5 separate regions of the Mus musculus genome follow, and regions 1, 2, 4 and 5 are each linked to region 3. The links are chromatin contacts, called in public promoter capture Hi-C maps. All regions are on one chromosome and are shown on one strand. The core of a region is the stretch at or near the end of the contact, and the rest is flanking DNA. Distances in the headings are between cores, read along the strand shown. Region 1 holds the start of A230077H06Rik (RIKEN cDNA A230077H06 gene). Region 2 holds the start of Uri1 (URI1, prefoldin-like chaperone). Region 3 holds the start of Zfp619 (zinc finger protein 619). Region 4 holds the start of Plekhf1 (pleckstrin homology domain containing, family F (with FYVE domain) member 1). Region 5 holds the start of AW146154 (expressed sequence AW146154).

Evidence for each region. Promoter capture Hi-C pulls out the DNA fragments that hold promoters and counts their contacts.
Region 1: a contact with region 3 is called in a promoter capture Hi-C map of second pharyngeal arch cranial neural crest. The contact joins the promoter of A230077H06Rik here to the promoter of Zfp619 in region 3. A contact is called at or near these places in 2 of 39 promoter capture datasets (hippocampal neurons and second pharyngeal arch cranial neural crest) and 1 of 9 other capture datasets (embryonic stem cells).
Region 2: a contact with region 3 is called in a promoter capture Hi-C map of pre-B cells. The contact joins the promoter of Uri1 here to the promoter of Zfp619 in region 3. A contact is called at or near these places in 1 of 39 promoter capture datasets (pre-B cells), 1 of 484 Hi-C or Micro-C datasets (CD4 T cells) and 1 of 9 other capture datasets (adipose tissue).
Region 4: a contact with region 3 is called in a promoter capture Hi-C map of embryonic stem cells, with 2.8 times the contacts expected there. The contact joins the promoter of Plekhf1 here to the promoter of Zfp619 in region 3. A contact is called at or near these places in 1 of 39 promoter capture datasets (embryonic stem cells) and 1 of 115 datasets of contacts at active chromatin or transcription factors (astrocytes).
Region 5: a contact with region 3 is called in a promoter capture Hi-C map of liver, with 18 times the contacts expected there. The contact joins the promoter of AW146154 here to the promoter of Zfp619 in region 3. A contact is called at or near these places in 6 of 39 promoter capture datasets (cranial neural crest, embryonic stem cells, hippocampal neurons and 2 more), 1 of 484 Hi-C or Micro-C datasets (CD4 T cells), 2 of 115 datasets of contacts at active chromatin or transcription factors (astrocytes and neural progenitor cells) and 1 of 9 other capture datasets (adipose tissue).

What each region holds. Positions count from the first base shown.
Region 1 is chr7:40,896,925-40,899,680 of GRCm38.p6, reverse strand. A230077H06Rik (RIKEN cDNA A230077H06 gene) reads left to right here and starts at 1,357. Exons shown (of 5, transcript NR_040329.1): 1 at 1,357-1,482. Vstm2b (V-set and transmembrane domain containing 2B) reads right to left here and starts at 403. Exons shown (of 5, transcript NM_021387.3): 1 at 232-403. The coding sequence starts at 313.
Region 2 is chr7:38,018,105-38,020,977 of GRCm38.p6, reverse strand. Uri1 (URI1, prefoldin-like chaperone) reads left to right here and starts at 1,426. Exons shown (of 11, transcript NM_011274.5): 1 at 1,426-1,868. The coding sequence starts at 1,758.
Region 3 is chr7:39,515,971-39,519,036 of GRCm38.p6, reverse strand. Zfp619 (zinc finger protein 619) reads right to left here and starts at 1,271. Exons shown (of 4, transcript NM_001004139.2): 1 at 1,173-1,271. The coding sequence starts at 1,175.
Region 4 is chr7:38,226,581-38,229,527 of GRCm38.p6, reverse strand. Plekhf1 (pleckstrin homology domain containing, family F (with FYVE domain) member 1) reads left to right here and starts at 1,534. Exons shown (of 2, transcript NM_024413.2): 1 at 1,534-1,587.
Region 5 is chr7:41,498,477-41,501,203 of GRCm38.p6, reverse strand. AW146154 (expressed sequence AW146154) reads left to right here and starts at 1,314. Exons shown (of 4, transcript NM_001033530.3): 1 at 1,314-1,910. The coding sequence starts at 1,908.

The sequences.
Region 1 (2,756 bases), core at 108-2,607, 1.4 Mb before region 3:
GCTTAGCGGGGACTGGGTGAAAGGACTCCCTAAGCGGACGCCACAGCTGCAGAGACCCTCTTCTGCGCTCGTGCTCCTACCCACTCCCAGCCTGGGTTGCACACCCGAATTGCTGGAGACCGTAAAGCCTGCCGCTTCCTTTCCTCCTCCGCGGTGGCCAGCGGGCAGACTTCCGTGGCCTTAGCAAAGGGTCCCCTGAGCCCATCGCGGCCGCGAAGTTCCCGCGCTCACCGTCGGCCACGAAGAGCAGCAGGCTGTGCAGTAGCAGAGGTAGCAGGTATCCGAGGGCGCCGAGCCGGTTCCGCTGTTCCATCTCCCGCAGGGTTGCGGCGGCGGCGGGGGCCCGGCGCGGAGAGGCGGCGGCGGCGGCAGCTTGGGCTCGGCTCCGGCTCGAGCTCCGGCTAGGACGCCTCGGAGCCTGCCATGGCCCCGCACGGCGCCCCCTCCCCTGGCCGCCGGCGGCCGCCAATCAGCCCAGCTTCCTTGCCGGCTGGCCCGGCGCGGCTCCGGCGGGGGGCGCTACGCGGGGGACGCAGGAGACGAGGTCCCTCCAGGAGGATCCTTCGGTCTGTACCTCCTTCAGTCCGGTGCTCCACAGGAGAATAGGGATCCGCAGTTCAGACTCTGGCGGGCGGGCCAGGAAACTGCCGGACTGCGCCAGGATCCATCCTTGGAGAAGGGAGTGAGTGCCTGTAAGGCACCAACGTCTGCCTCCTGGTCTCCTTCTGGCTGGGCTCCCGACTGCCACCTCCTCCGACTCCCGGGGAGCTCTCCCGCCGCCGCCCCCGCTGGTTTCTCCACCGCTCACTCTTCAAGGCGAGTGGGCGCTCAGCCGCGGCGTGCAGACCTGGCGTCCGACCGTAGCGCAGCGCGGGGAGAGCGGGTCCAGCGTGGCCGACCCGCAGCCCGAGAGAGGCGGGGAAAGGGGGGAGGGGAGAGGAATGGAGGGGGCGGTCAGTGGCTGGGTGGCGAGCAGCCTCCTCCACAGCATCACCCCCGCCCTCCTCTCGGAGTCCGCCCCGCCCCTACCCCGTCGTCCCCCACCTCCCGCCCCCGCCGCGGGGTCATTCGTAGCGACCACCATCTCTCTAGCTGCAGCGCAACCCCACCCCGCGTCTGCTTTGCTTAGGGGGTCCTCCCACCCAAACTCCTGGCTTCTTCCCAGTGTCCATCTCTGGAGACAGCTGCTCCACCCTGCTTTCTGTGTGTCCCCCACCCTCTCCGCAGCCCCCAGTGTCTCCAACTCCTTACCCAGGTTTGGACCACGAGCCACGCCACTCTTTGGCCCAGACCCGGGCCATGGCGGGTGGGTGGGCTCCAGGGGAATGCAAGAAGGGAGGAGTGCTATGTCCGGCCAGCAGCAAGACCAAGTGACAGTGAAGACTAGGAGTCCGCAGTGTGGGAACAAGAACTGAGCGTCCAGCGCCGGGCGAGCAGGTGCCTGTGGCGCGGAGCGCACCAGGGAGCCAGCAGGCAGTGGCCGTGAGTGACAGCAGAGGTGGTGCGGGTGGGGTGAAATGGGGAGCGCCGGGCACGACTCAGGGCTCAGGAGGTTTCTGGGTGGGGACCGTCTTCCTGCCCAGAGAGAGGGCTAGTCCCTGTGTCCTTGCAAGCAAGCTCTTCCTGGCCATTTCCCACTCTGTACCCAAAGCAAAGGGGATCCTCCAGCCCCCGGGTGGAAGCAGGCAGAGGTGGAGTACACGTTCCAGAGCCCATCCTCCACGCTTGCATCTTCTGTATCCCTGAACCTTCCCTGGCCTTCACCTAGAATGGGTCATATCTTTTAGCCACCTAGAGAGTTCAGTCTGCCTTCCTAAGGGGTGTGTGGGTGGATGAGATAGTTCAGTCCAGGCACAAGGGCTTGGGAGAGCCATAGAGCTCTCCTTGGGTCTCTCTCTTCCTCAAGGGATCCCCCAGCTAGTGGTCTGGTCTGGTCTCATTACTTGGCTTTATCTTAACTTATGGAGGCACATCCCAGTGAACTTCCCCTGAATGCTAGAGCTCTCCAAGTATCTCTGACAATGAGCTACTGGTTAGTGAAGACAGAAGACCAAAAAGGAAATAATTTCCCAGTGGCCACCCTTGTCTAAGACAACAGGAACACAGTTCCAGAGAAGAAGCTGGTAGCTCTTTGTAAGCTTTCCCCTCACCAGTGAGGACCACGGGCACTGCATTCTTCTGCCCCTCCTCTTCCTTATGTGGCCAATGGGTCATTTTCACCCTGTGGTCACTCGCTGATGCTCTGTGAGCAGAAAGCCTTGTAGACCTTTCATTCAGGGTCCCCATTGCCTGTTCCCTCTACATATATGTATACATACTTTGGCCTGCCTCCCCCTGAACATTCCACCACTCTTTAGAAACCACCATAGGTCTGTGAATGCAAGACCTTGCAGGTCTCTTGCCGTCCTCAGCTTTTGAAGGGAGGGGGCAGACTTGCATCGTGCTACACAGGAGGACCATGGCAGGTTTCTAAGGGAGCAGTTGGAGAATTGATTCCAAGCAGGGATATGATGACATGAGCTATCCCACTGTGCATTGGCTTGTTTGGAGAGGCAGTGAGTTTCTCTCCCAGTACCAGATTCAATCAAGGACTGATGGCCAGTGACCAGGCTTGCTGGAGGGATGCCAGCAGCTACAGGGAGGTACGCTTTGGTCACTCTGAAGGTCTGTGGATTCTTTCCACCCGTTCTGTCTGGTGGGGATTTTTTTGCCTGTGTCATACGTTGGTGTTACTGTCGTAGTAGAATAATAGTAAT
Region 2 (2,873 bases), core at 177-2,676, 1.5 Mb after region 3:
CAAAGACTTACCCCACTGACCGACTTCCTCCACTTAGGTTCTACATTCTAAACGACATACTAAATTCCCCACCCCCTCACTTTTCAAGACAGGGTTTTTTTGTGTAGCCTTGGATGTCCTGGAACTCACTCTGTAGACCAGGCTGGCCTCAAACTCAGAGATCTGCCTGCCTCTGCCTTCCAGATTCTGGGATTAAAGGTGTGAGCCACCACTGCCTGGTACATCCTAATTTTTAAGTATCCTTCCAAATTAGTACTACCTGTTAGGGACCAAGTATTGAAACACATGGGGTCAGTTCATATTCAAAGCCCAGCACTAGAGAAGTAGCTTCTGCGGTGCCCTAGGAGTCAGGGATGCTGCTATTGGCGGGAGGCAAGATGAGTGCTCAGAGTTTGACTGTGTTTCAGAGGTTGCTGCATCTGCAGGGAGAGAAATTCATATTTACCATCTTCCCCAATCGTCCCTGCTTTTTCTTTCTTGATGCAAGTGATCAAAGGATGGATGTGGACTTGGGAGCTGGAACAGAAGTGGAAGATAGGGGCAAACAGACCCACAGAGGGCCAGAATTCTGCAGGTGCCTGCCAGCCTGTTCCTATACACACAATACTGAGGTAATAGGATCTATGCCTATTGTCCGGGCTTGGGATAGAGTTAGGACAAGGCCACAAGGTAGACTAGAGGACTGCCACAAACAGAGGCTGCACAAAGGGCTAGGGGGAGGAAGTGAGTCCAAGAGATTTATTCAGCTCAGGCTGGCCTGGAACTTGCTATGTGGACCAGGCTGGCTTCAAACTCACAGATACCCTCCTGCCTCTGCCTTCAAACTGTTGGGGATTAAAGGTGTGCTCCCTGCTCCAGCTTCCAATTTTTAAAATACTGAGTGGAACAGGGATGGGGATTTAGCTCAGTTGGTAGAGTGCTTGTCTAGCAAGTCCAAAGCCATGCATTTGGTCCCCACTGTTAAACAAAACACCAGAATTATAAAATACATGGGATAGGGCAGCAGCTGTTGTTGAAAAATGTGCTACACAGTGCATACGTAGTAACATAGTAATATTAATACTGCAGCTTAATATATGTAAGGAAAATTGTAATGTGTACAGTAATTAATACATACGCAAAAATATAGTTGTATATTGTGCATTTTAGCTCATTAAACCACATTAGTTCATTAAAAGGCATGGGAAACAGCTGAATTTGATAAAATTAAATGAGCTTATGAAACAGTCTCAGTGCTCATATTAAGTTCCTACCACCACAGGCAGCGCCAAGCGAATTGGGACCCACTATCCCGCCGCCTCTCATCCTGTGCAGGGGTCCTGAGCGGCTCAGCCTCCACCCCACCCGGAGGCCCTGTCCCCGCCATAGCCCCGCCCCCTAGGGCGGAGCTTGAGAGCTTCCCGGCGTGCTGCGCGGGCGGGGCGAGGGGCGGGGCGTGCGCGGAGGCGCGGCAGTCGCGGGACGCTAAGCTGGGCCCGGTTGCGGGAGAAGAGCGTGGCGCGCCTGGTGTAGGGCCTGCTGCTCCGAGGCGGCGGCGGCGGCGGCGGCGGCGGTATGCGCGTGTGAGATGCGGCCGCGGGTAGCCCGGACGCGAGCGGCGGCCCCCGGGGCAGCGGCGAAAGTGAGCGCGGCCTCTTCAGAGAGAGGCGTGCAGTGCATGAGGGCGAGCGCGCGGGCGCTGGGCATCCGCCGGCCACGCCGTCTCCATAAACACTTGTTTAGGACTTGTTCGCCTCGCTGAGGCTGCGGCGCCGGGCATGGAGCCCCCGTCCGAACCCGAGCCCGAGCCCCAGCCCCTTGCAGAGGCCTCAGCCGCCGCTCCGCTGCGCGCACCAGAGGTGGCGCGGCTTCGCGAGGAGCAGGAAAAGGTAACAGGCCGCGCTTGGTTCCGGCCCTGGCCGGCTTCCGCATGTGGCCGCGACACTCTGAGCAACCTCTAATGCGGCCAGCCCTCTGCGTGAAACCGAGATCCCCACGCGCGAGCTGCGCAGCCTCGGGCCGCGGGGACCACGGGAGAAACTTTTGTCACGTGCATTTGTTGTCTTTTGTCGGTGGCCCTTTGACCTTCCCCGGAAGGGATGCGGGGATGTGGGGAATACAGAGGATGCAGGGGATAGGATAATCGGTTGACCCTGAACTGAGAGAGCAATTGTTGGGACTAAATAAAAATACGTGTTTTTTTTTTTTTCCTTTTTGGTTCGGGGATTACACTGTGAACAGAAGTGGTCACTCTTTTTACCCCTTAGCTATTTATTATCTAAACGTTGGTACAATGCGCGCGTGCGCACACACACACACACACACACACACACACACACACACACACACACGAGATATCCTTATTTGATTGAGCGTCCAAGTTTGACTACGTTGGTGATGATGCACTTCCTGTGCAATCCAGCTCTTAGGTTTAGTAGTCGACAAGAGAGAAGGCCTTTGTTAAATTTTAACTTCAAGCCTTTATTAAACAAGGCTTTCCCCACTTTTTTTTTTTTTTTTTGATCTACCAGAGGAGAGGAGAATGCTTAGAATCTCCGAATGGGAATTATTATATATTTTTTTTTATAAGGAAATGTTATGTAGTTAAGAACTACAGCTCGATTGTTAAATGTGAAATTGTCCTGTGGATTCTGTAGGTTTTCAAGTTGATTCTCCTGACGTGCCTTGAAATTCTTTGAAAAGCGACATTTAATTTGCTTAAACGTCACATGTCCTGTTGCCAGAGTGAGGTATTAATAAAGGTTTAGGAAGTTGCATAAACATTTGAGAAGCTCTATTTTTCTATATTTAAATATTTTTGCGTGTAAACTTTATGTTATTTATTTGGAATTTACTCCTGGAGAATTGTACATGCAGTCAGTTAAATCTATTTC
Region 3 (3,066 bases), core at 22-2,521:
ATATGCATACAAAACATTCAAACATATAAAATACATAAATCTTAAAAATAAAGATTGTGCGGGAAGGGAAAACACATGAGACTGGTAAGTAGCACAGTTGGTATAGAGCCTTCTGAGGAGCAGGAAGAAGCCTTGGGTTCCTTTTGAAGCACTACATAAAGACAGAAATGGCTGACACATATCTTTAGTCTTTAATCGGGTGGTATTGCAGGTCTAGTTTCTCTGCGTTATCTTTAAGAGGTTCCGTACTTCGAGTTTCTTTCACTTTTTGAATTACACTCACTCTTGCGGTGAGTGAAAAAAGAAAGATCAGAAGTTCAAAGTTAACCCTCGGTAACACAGCGAGTTTAAGCATAGACTGAGTCATGAGTGTCTATCTCTAAAGAAAACAGTCAGCACACTAGAATAGGTCACACACACACACACACACACACACACACACACACGCGCGCGCGCGCACTATCATCTGACTGTAAAACTTTGTTTAAACTACAATAATAAAAGCAATCTACTCTGGAGAATGTTCTCAGCCCAGCATCTTTAATCAAAGCATTCCGGAGGCAGAGGCAGGATATCTGTGAGTGCATGCAAGGCCAGCCTGGTCTACAAAGAGAGCTCCGGAGGGAGCCAGGACTTCGTAGAGAGACCCTATTTCAAAAGCCAAAACAAATGTCCTATTTCACAATAAAAAGATAAAGAGAAAATTAGGAAATAAAGGTAAAAGAATACAGTTAGCTGTTTTTGACAAAGAAACAAAGAAAACTCAAGGAATTCCCTTCATTAATAAATATTAGTGAGCCACCTTAACATCTATATGTAAGAAATTAATAAAGGACTTTATAACTGTCACGAAAATTAACTCTAAGTGTATTCTAAACCTAAATAATGAAATGCGAAGTACAGAACCTCTTAAAGATAACTGAGACGAACTGGACTCACAACACTGCCTAAGAGCCCGTAACAAAGTGACGTCACCCGAAAAGGCGAGAGGGGCGGAGCCTCCTGCCACCGCGCTCTGCGCTCTACGCAAGCGCGGCCCGAGGGGCGGAGCTGACCAGAGCCGGGGCCCAGAACAGCGCTTCCGCTCCAGCCGCAAGGAGGCTCCACCAGACGGCCTCCCGGGGCTCAGCCCGCCTCTCCTCCCCGTCTGAGGACAGCAGCCCCTTGCTCACCATGGCGCGGCTTCCGATCTCGACTGCACTCTCCCCACAGGTCCTGGCAGCGGAGCTCGCAAGCGCGGCTCAAGTGGCACCTCGCTCAGCCTTAAAGGGGAACCCGGAGCATGGCGGCGAAAAACCCGCCTCTCGCCGCTCGGCAGCGCCCTTTATTGGACAGCTGGTCTGGCTGCTCTGAATGGCTAGCAAGGCCGGAGTGACAGGAGAGAGTGGAAGCGAAGAGACAAAGGCAGCCCAGCGGGTCCTTGTGGCCCGTGGCTTGTCCCCCGAGTACACACGTGAAGGAGTTTTCCTTTTAGGAACTTACTCCTGCCTTCCAGAGCTGGACCTGCCGTCTAGAGTCGTGCGTTCGCACTGTCCACTACACGCAATGGCTAGTATAGGGATCGCCGTGAATTTTTATACAAAAGGTTAATTTAAAAATTTTAATTGCATGTATTTAGTTAAAAGAAAAGTGTGGCAGAAGAACATGTGTCCCACAGAGCATGAGTGGAAGTTAAAGGGCAATTAGCTAGAGTTGATGGCCCCTTTGCACCTTATGGGTCCTGGGGATCGAACTCAATTCATAGGGTTTAGAAGCAAGCACCTTTACTCGCTGAGCCATTTCGCTTTTCCAAAAGTTGATTAAAAAAAAAAATTTAAGCGCAACTGTTATTTACTTTTGAAAGGGAGGTGGGGATAAAGAGACTGCCAAATTTAGAGACCAGTCTAGCTAGGTCCTGTAATCCCAGTACATGGGAGGCTGAGGCAGGAAAATCAGGCATCTGACAAGGCTACAGACTGGATTCAAGGCCAGTCTCAGAACAGAAACACACACAACACAGAAACACTCTGTAATACAATGCTTCCATAGCATGGTTGAAACCAGAGGTTGAATCTTGGGTACCCACCTCAAACTTGAAGGCAAAAAACTAATTACAGAAATAAATAAAAGGGCTGGAGGATAGGAGGTTAAAGAGTGTGTATTGCTCTTCCAGAGAACCTTAGTTCTCTTCCCAAGCTCACACATCTGTCAACTCACAACTGCCTGTAAATTCAGTTTCAGAGGAACTCATGCCTTCTACTTTTGCCCATGAAATAAAATGAAATCTAATAAGATACTTATCAATTGATACTGAGAGGTAAGAATGTGGGTTCATGGGCTGTGATGGCGCATCCCTTTAATCCCAGCGTTCCTGAGGCAGAGGCAGGTGGATCTCTGTGAGTACAAGGCCAACTTGGTTTATTTCAGCTGCCAACAAACTAATGCCAAGAAAATGAAGCTGGGCTTGGGGGCAAGGGACTGTAACCTCAGAACTTCAAAGACTGAGGCAGAGCTGGCCTGAGCTATGGAAATACCCTAAACTAAAATTGTTCAAACATCTCAAACATACTCCACCTATCATATAATAAGCACTTGATAAATGTCTACAGAAAGTAAATTTTAAGTATCAAAAAAAAATTGTAAATACCCAGGAAGCTCCCAGAGACTGAACCAGGAGCATACGTGGGCCGACTCGAGGCCCCTGGCACATATATAGCAGATATATATTCCCAGTGGGAGAAAATGTGCTTAATCCTCAAGAGACTTGAGGCCCCAGGGAAGAGGGAGGCTTGGTTGGTGGGGGGAGCACACTTGTGGAGACAAGGAGGAGGAGGAATGGGATGAGGAACTGTGGGGAAGGGCATGGGGGGGGGTGACTGGAACGTAAATAAATAAAATTATTAAAAATTTATAAAAATATTAAATTACTCTGCAGGATGACAGAATGTTTTGGAATCAGAGCATTGATGGCTGCATGATATAATATCAACAATCAACCCAACAGTTTAGAATTCTATGCATGAATTCTAACCCAAGAGGTAAAAAACTGTAATGAACCCCAAGATTGTATTATTTACTGGTGGGAAA
Region 4 (2,947 bases), core at 285-2,784, 1.3 Mb after region 3:
GCCTATCTCTCTTTTGCCCAACTATTGGCTGTGGGCAGCTTTATTCACCAATCAGGGACAAGCTGGGGGGCAAGGTTACATAGGGCAATTTATAGAGTATGTGCAAGGCTCCCTGGAAGCAACCTGGCCTTGTTATTATATTGTAATTTAGCATTACAATATAAGCAAACGACCAGACCTCTGCATAAATAAACCAATATTGCCAAATCCTTGATTGACTGACTGAGACAAGGTCTCATTATGTAGCTCAGGCTGCCCTCAAACTCCATCCTCCTGCCTCAGCCTCCTGCGTGCTGAGATCACAGGCATATGACACCCAGATCCCTAAATCTTATGATTAAAGATGAGCTAAAGTCAGGGCTGGAGATATAATATCTCACTGGTGGAGTACTTCTCTAGAACTTGAGATTGTGAGTTTACTGGAGGGGGGGCTAAAAGTCTCTATTTTTATGTGTCTTCTCCCCATCTGAAATATTCACAGCAGTGCATTTTGTAAATGATTAAACAAACTTCAAACCTAAAAGAAATATCAATAAGCGCTGGTGGGGTAAGGATGTGGGGGATGGTAGGGATTAAGGGACAGTTTAGGGAAGGGTCTGCCCCTAACACCATCACCAGAGGGCCACACCATCCCCTTCCAAACCCAGTTTGGTCTTGGCCCAGCGGGTACCAGGCTAACCAGAGCTAGTCCCTCTTCAATGTAACCAGTTTAGCAACACAAACTGACACTATAGACTAATATTAGCCCAGCAGTCTAGAGACAGAGGCAAGGCTTCTATGAGTTCAGGGATAGCCTAGTCTACATATAGAATTTCTGGTCAGCCAGGGGTAACAAGACAATAAAAAATGGATGGAGTTGAGAACTGCTGCTTTGTGGCCAAGGAGACCTCTCTGAGGAGGTGACACTGAAATGACAAAGGAGGGAGAGGGCGAAGGGTGGGAGTGGTTTTTAAGGAACCAGAAGACAGTGGATGAGAATTGCGTGGGGGCAGGTGAGATGGGAAAGCAGCCTTGGAATTGAGTTCTAAGTGACACCAGTAGCCAGGGCGGGGTACCTGTTCGTCTTGGATCTACACGATGAATGCCTGGGGTCCACTAAACTAATTTCCTCCCGTGTACTTTTGACATTTTCCTCTAGGAAAAAAATTATAAAGTTCTGTTGATCGTTAAGAAAACGTGTGTCTCTGTGGCTGAAAAGAGTAACATCATAGTAACAGGGGCACCTGAGGGCCCACCACTCCGTCATGCCTGCTTCCCTCACAGGCTGTTCCTCTGACCAGCGCCGACTCAGTCTTGAGTGTGGCGACCAGCAAAGCTGGGAACCGGACTCCAACCAGGAATCAGCCCATCGTCCCCACGCACAACCGCTGCTGACCCGTTTACGGTCCAGCGGTTTAATTACGCCCGCGCACATTTCTGGAGAACTCGGGCCGGCTCCGCCCCCGCCTGCGTGCCAGGGCTTCGATTGGTCCAGAGTCCCTCGAAGGGGCGTGACCAGAGAATTGGAACCCGGAGGCGTGGGCGGCGCAGGGATTGGCGGGCGCCAGTTCGGGACTGGCTGTGCGGACGCGGAGGTTCCTACGGGAGGTAAGCAGGCTACGGAGGGGGAGAGCGCTCCCCTTCCGCCCTCCACCCTGCCAGGTCTGCAGCTGTGGGTAGAGGTGGCCTCAGGAACCCGCATCTGGGGCTCCACTGGAGCAGAGGCTGCTCGCTGTTTTCTGACTTGGGAAGGGGTTGACAGCTGGGACTCTAGGGCCACTGAGTCCCAGGACTGTGCGCGAGTTGGAGAAGGGTTCTCCGCAGAGTCTCTACCCTCTCCTTATCCCGTGATGTTCCGGGAACCTCGTCTTGGCCAGAGACGTCTTGGGTTGGGAGGGACGGTTCTCAATAGCCTCGGATTTGGGACCCTGAAGAGTTTGAGTTCGCGACTCTTCATATAGGAAGTTATTGGTGTGGGACCGGGCCTGGATTCTCCTAGGGAGTAACTGAAGTACAATAAAGAGGTGTCCCCAGGCCTTAGCAGGAGGGAAACCGGCAGTTCCAAGTCTCAGTGGAATGTGTGCACTCCCCGGAGAGGGCGCAGTCCTTAGAATGTGAACAAAACCGGTATCAGATTCTACCCGGTCAGAGGCTGCAGAGGAGGGGCGATCAGTGCTAGAGTCAAGACCCCTGCGGTTTTTGTAAGCTGAAGTGCTTCATTTGCTGTGCGTCCTGCCCACGTCAGCCCTCAGAGCTGCTCAGAGTGGCTAGGCCAGTTAGTTGTCTGAGCACTGGGACCTGGCCAACCCTGTCCCGCCAAGGAAGGAGGGGTTTGGCATTGTGGCCTGCGGGATGGGACTGACTACCCTGTGTGTTATGCGGTGAAAGACACCAAAGTCAGGCAGTAGGAAAGACTACACACTCTGGATTTTAAGAACTTCTGACCCAGGGCATGTTTTTTTTGTTGTTGTTGTTTGTTTGTTTGTTTGTTTGTTTGTTTTTTGGGGGGGTGGGGGCGTGTTGTTTTGTTTACTAGGGCCAAAAGTTTCAGAAGTTATTGTCTCCTTTTCATCATGTGAATTCCCGGGATAGGACATGGCCACAAACACCAGGTTACCCAAAAGATTTTGCTTTTTTTGAGATAAGGTCTCCTTGTATAGTCCAGATTGACCTACAACTCTCTACCTTCCTATCTAATCTTACCAGATGCTAGATTATAGGAATGCCCTCTGGGCCAAAGTTTTTCTACCTTGGCTCAGAGTTTATCTGGAAGCTGGGCCCACTCCTGAGGTTCTTGGGTGGTGACTGTGAAGTGGCTCATGGGCACGGAGTTACAGCCATGCTTTGTGCTTAATTAACATTGTGTCTAGCAAACAGTGGGTGCTAAGAAAGTAGCACCTAAGGGTTTATTTTCCTTAATCTGTTCTCCTGGAGGAAGATTCTAGAAGGTCTCAGTGACTCTGTTGGG
Region 5 (2,727 bases), core at 65-2,564, 2.0 Mb before region 3:
GCAGTTGGGGGCAGAGCTCTGGACATTACAAAGCTATCCAATGAGCCCCAAGTGCTATTTGTGAATTGTCTATCTCCAAATCTACCTTATACATACTTGGTGTTCTAAAATGTTAAGTTTTTCTCGACCCAGCTTTCCTGCCAGCTAGACACAGGTAGGAGAAGGCAGAAGAAGTATCTGAGCCTGGGGTAGAGTCTGTAGCTTCTGAATACAATCCAAGTCAGAGCATCTCATATTGAGAGACAACTTCACAGTCAGTTAGATGCAGGTGGGGTCGGAACTATGTATGCTGCACCCGGAGCTCCCTGAGCCACTGTGCCTTACAGCCTTAAGTCAAAACACACAAAGACAGATCAGATACCTAAGACAACGATATTTAGAATTGGCCTTTTCTGCTTCTAAGTCCGTAAATTCTTATATTGTGCCTTCCTCTAATTTAGTCGCCCCCCTCCCCCACCCTATGGTAACACACGAGGAAGCACTAGACAAGTGGACAAAACACAAAACAGGAGTCAACAATATAGATTGAATTGGTGTTACACAGAGGTTTCATCAATCTAGGAGAACTTAACCGATGGGAGACTGTTTCAGCGGACTCCTTGTATAATCCCTGGAATTCCTGGTATCCTCTGGAAGTCTCTGATTAGTTGGACAGCCTAGGCATTGGGACCTAGCTGAAGTTCTCAAGTGCGGGGTTACTTAAGTTTCTACCTCCCAGCGTCAGTAGAGGGCGTTTCCAGAGCTCCCATGGCAAATAACTGATCAGAAAATAACTGATGGCCCTGGATGAACTCCCAATTACGTAGAAATTACTAAAACAAACAAGCAAACAAACAAACGATAGGTATCTCTCAATTGCCCGAACGGGTGTACAAACTCCATCCCCTTAACCAGAATCCAGGAACCAACAGGAAGCTTACTGTTTTTCTCCGAGTCTGCCATTCACCCCGGGAGTCTGCAGAGGGAACGCATTTCCCGGAGACCTTGGCTGGGTCAGCCCACCCCTCGATTATCCGGAATGAAGAGCGAATTTGGGACCATTATTTCCTTATGCGCTTCCATACCTTAAACCTGAGTTTTATTGGAAAACCAAATCAACCATTTCCGTCCAAATTTGAAGCAACCGTTTATTAAATATTAAGTACTGACCAAGCGGTGGATCTGGATCAGAAATATCCACAGAATTTCCCAGCTGGGATAGCCCCCGGTCACATGTTGTAGGGCTTTATACAGATAATCAATTTGGCCACCGTACTTTCCCACGAGGACTTGTTACTTACAAAGAACTACAATTCCCAGCATTCCTAGAAGTAACCTGGTTCCTGGGCAGGTGAGGCTTACAGGTCAAATTTGGGAATTACAATTTTCAAGCTTGATTTCCATTACATATCCACCTTCATTTCCGGAGGAAGAAGGGGAAGTGCCTAATGAATAAAGGTAGTTCAAGCAAGCTCCAGATTCCACCACGACTTAGAAAGCGCAGGGTCGTTGTTTACAAAGGGGAGGAGCAGGCAGCTGGGCGGCAGGAGCTGAGGTGATGGGTCCTTCCCGGTGCGGGATGGAAAGACAGACGGGTAGAATACAGACACAAGTGCTACTGAAATGCAAATCTCTATGTATCTGGAAAAGGTCTGGTACTGTACTGGAAGACCCGGCCAGCAACCATCATGCGGAGTCTCATCTGCACACCCTAACCCTCAGGGAGGTACTCGCGTTACTCAAGACTTAAGGGCCAATCAGAGCCTTGAGGTGGACCTGCCAGTCAGAAAAGGAGGCGGGATCTTCCGGGTGCCTTGCGGCAGCTTCAGCTCTGTAGCGGAGCGGGCTGGAAAAGTTCTGATTGTTTTTCTCTAAGCGCTGCTGCTGGGTGCTGTGAGGGAAGCTCTAGCAAATTGCTAATTCGCGACATGGTGAGTGCAGAGCCACTGCCCACAGGGGGGAGGAGCAGGCAGTTGTGTTGCAGGAGCTGGTATGGTGGCTTGTCCCTGGGTCTGGGTGGTAAGTGTGGCCAGATCTGACCACCTGTTACTTCCCTTTTTGTCCTAGTCATTCCCTGAACCCAGCAGTGGATGTGAATAACTTCGCTATGAGGGCTGCATCTGCTCAAAGCATCTGGCACAGAGACTTGTGTGTGGAAACATCCTTAGCAGGATGTCAAACTCAGGCCTAGTTTCTCTTTACTTCTAAAAGTTAACTCCCCTATCATTTAACATTTAGCTGTAAGACCTATTTGGAGTTAATTCTGTAGAGGTTGTAAAAGGCATTTCATGTTGGGTAGCACTCCAATATCAAACTGTGATGAAGAGTAGAATTGATGATGTTAAAGGATTTACCAATGCTTAGGAGATAGTAAGGGACAGCAAGTAGAGTTTAGCTGAGGGAGGAATGCCTCTGAGACACCCTACAGATAAGTAGTGTGCTAACCAGACCCGTTAGAGATCAGGATGCTAGGATAGATATATTTGTTCACTAGGATTGTCCAGAAAAGTGCTCCAGTGCTTAACAAAGGAGGCTACTCTGATTGGCAACCAGCCACTAGGGCCATCCTCATAGCAAAGAACTGGCTGCTCAAGGGAGCGTTCTAGAGTCCCAATCAACATTAAAGGCTGTTTATCACAAAGTGCTGCTAGTTTTCTTCTTGAGAAAAAGCATAGTTCTGCCATATTCGCAGGAGAACACCGGCTGGCAACTCTTTGAAAAGGGAAAACACTGTTGGGTCCAGGACTG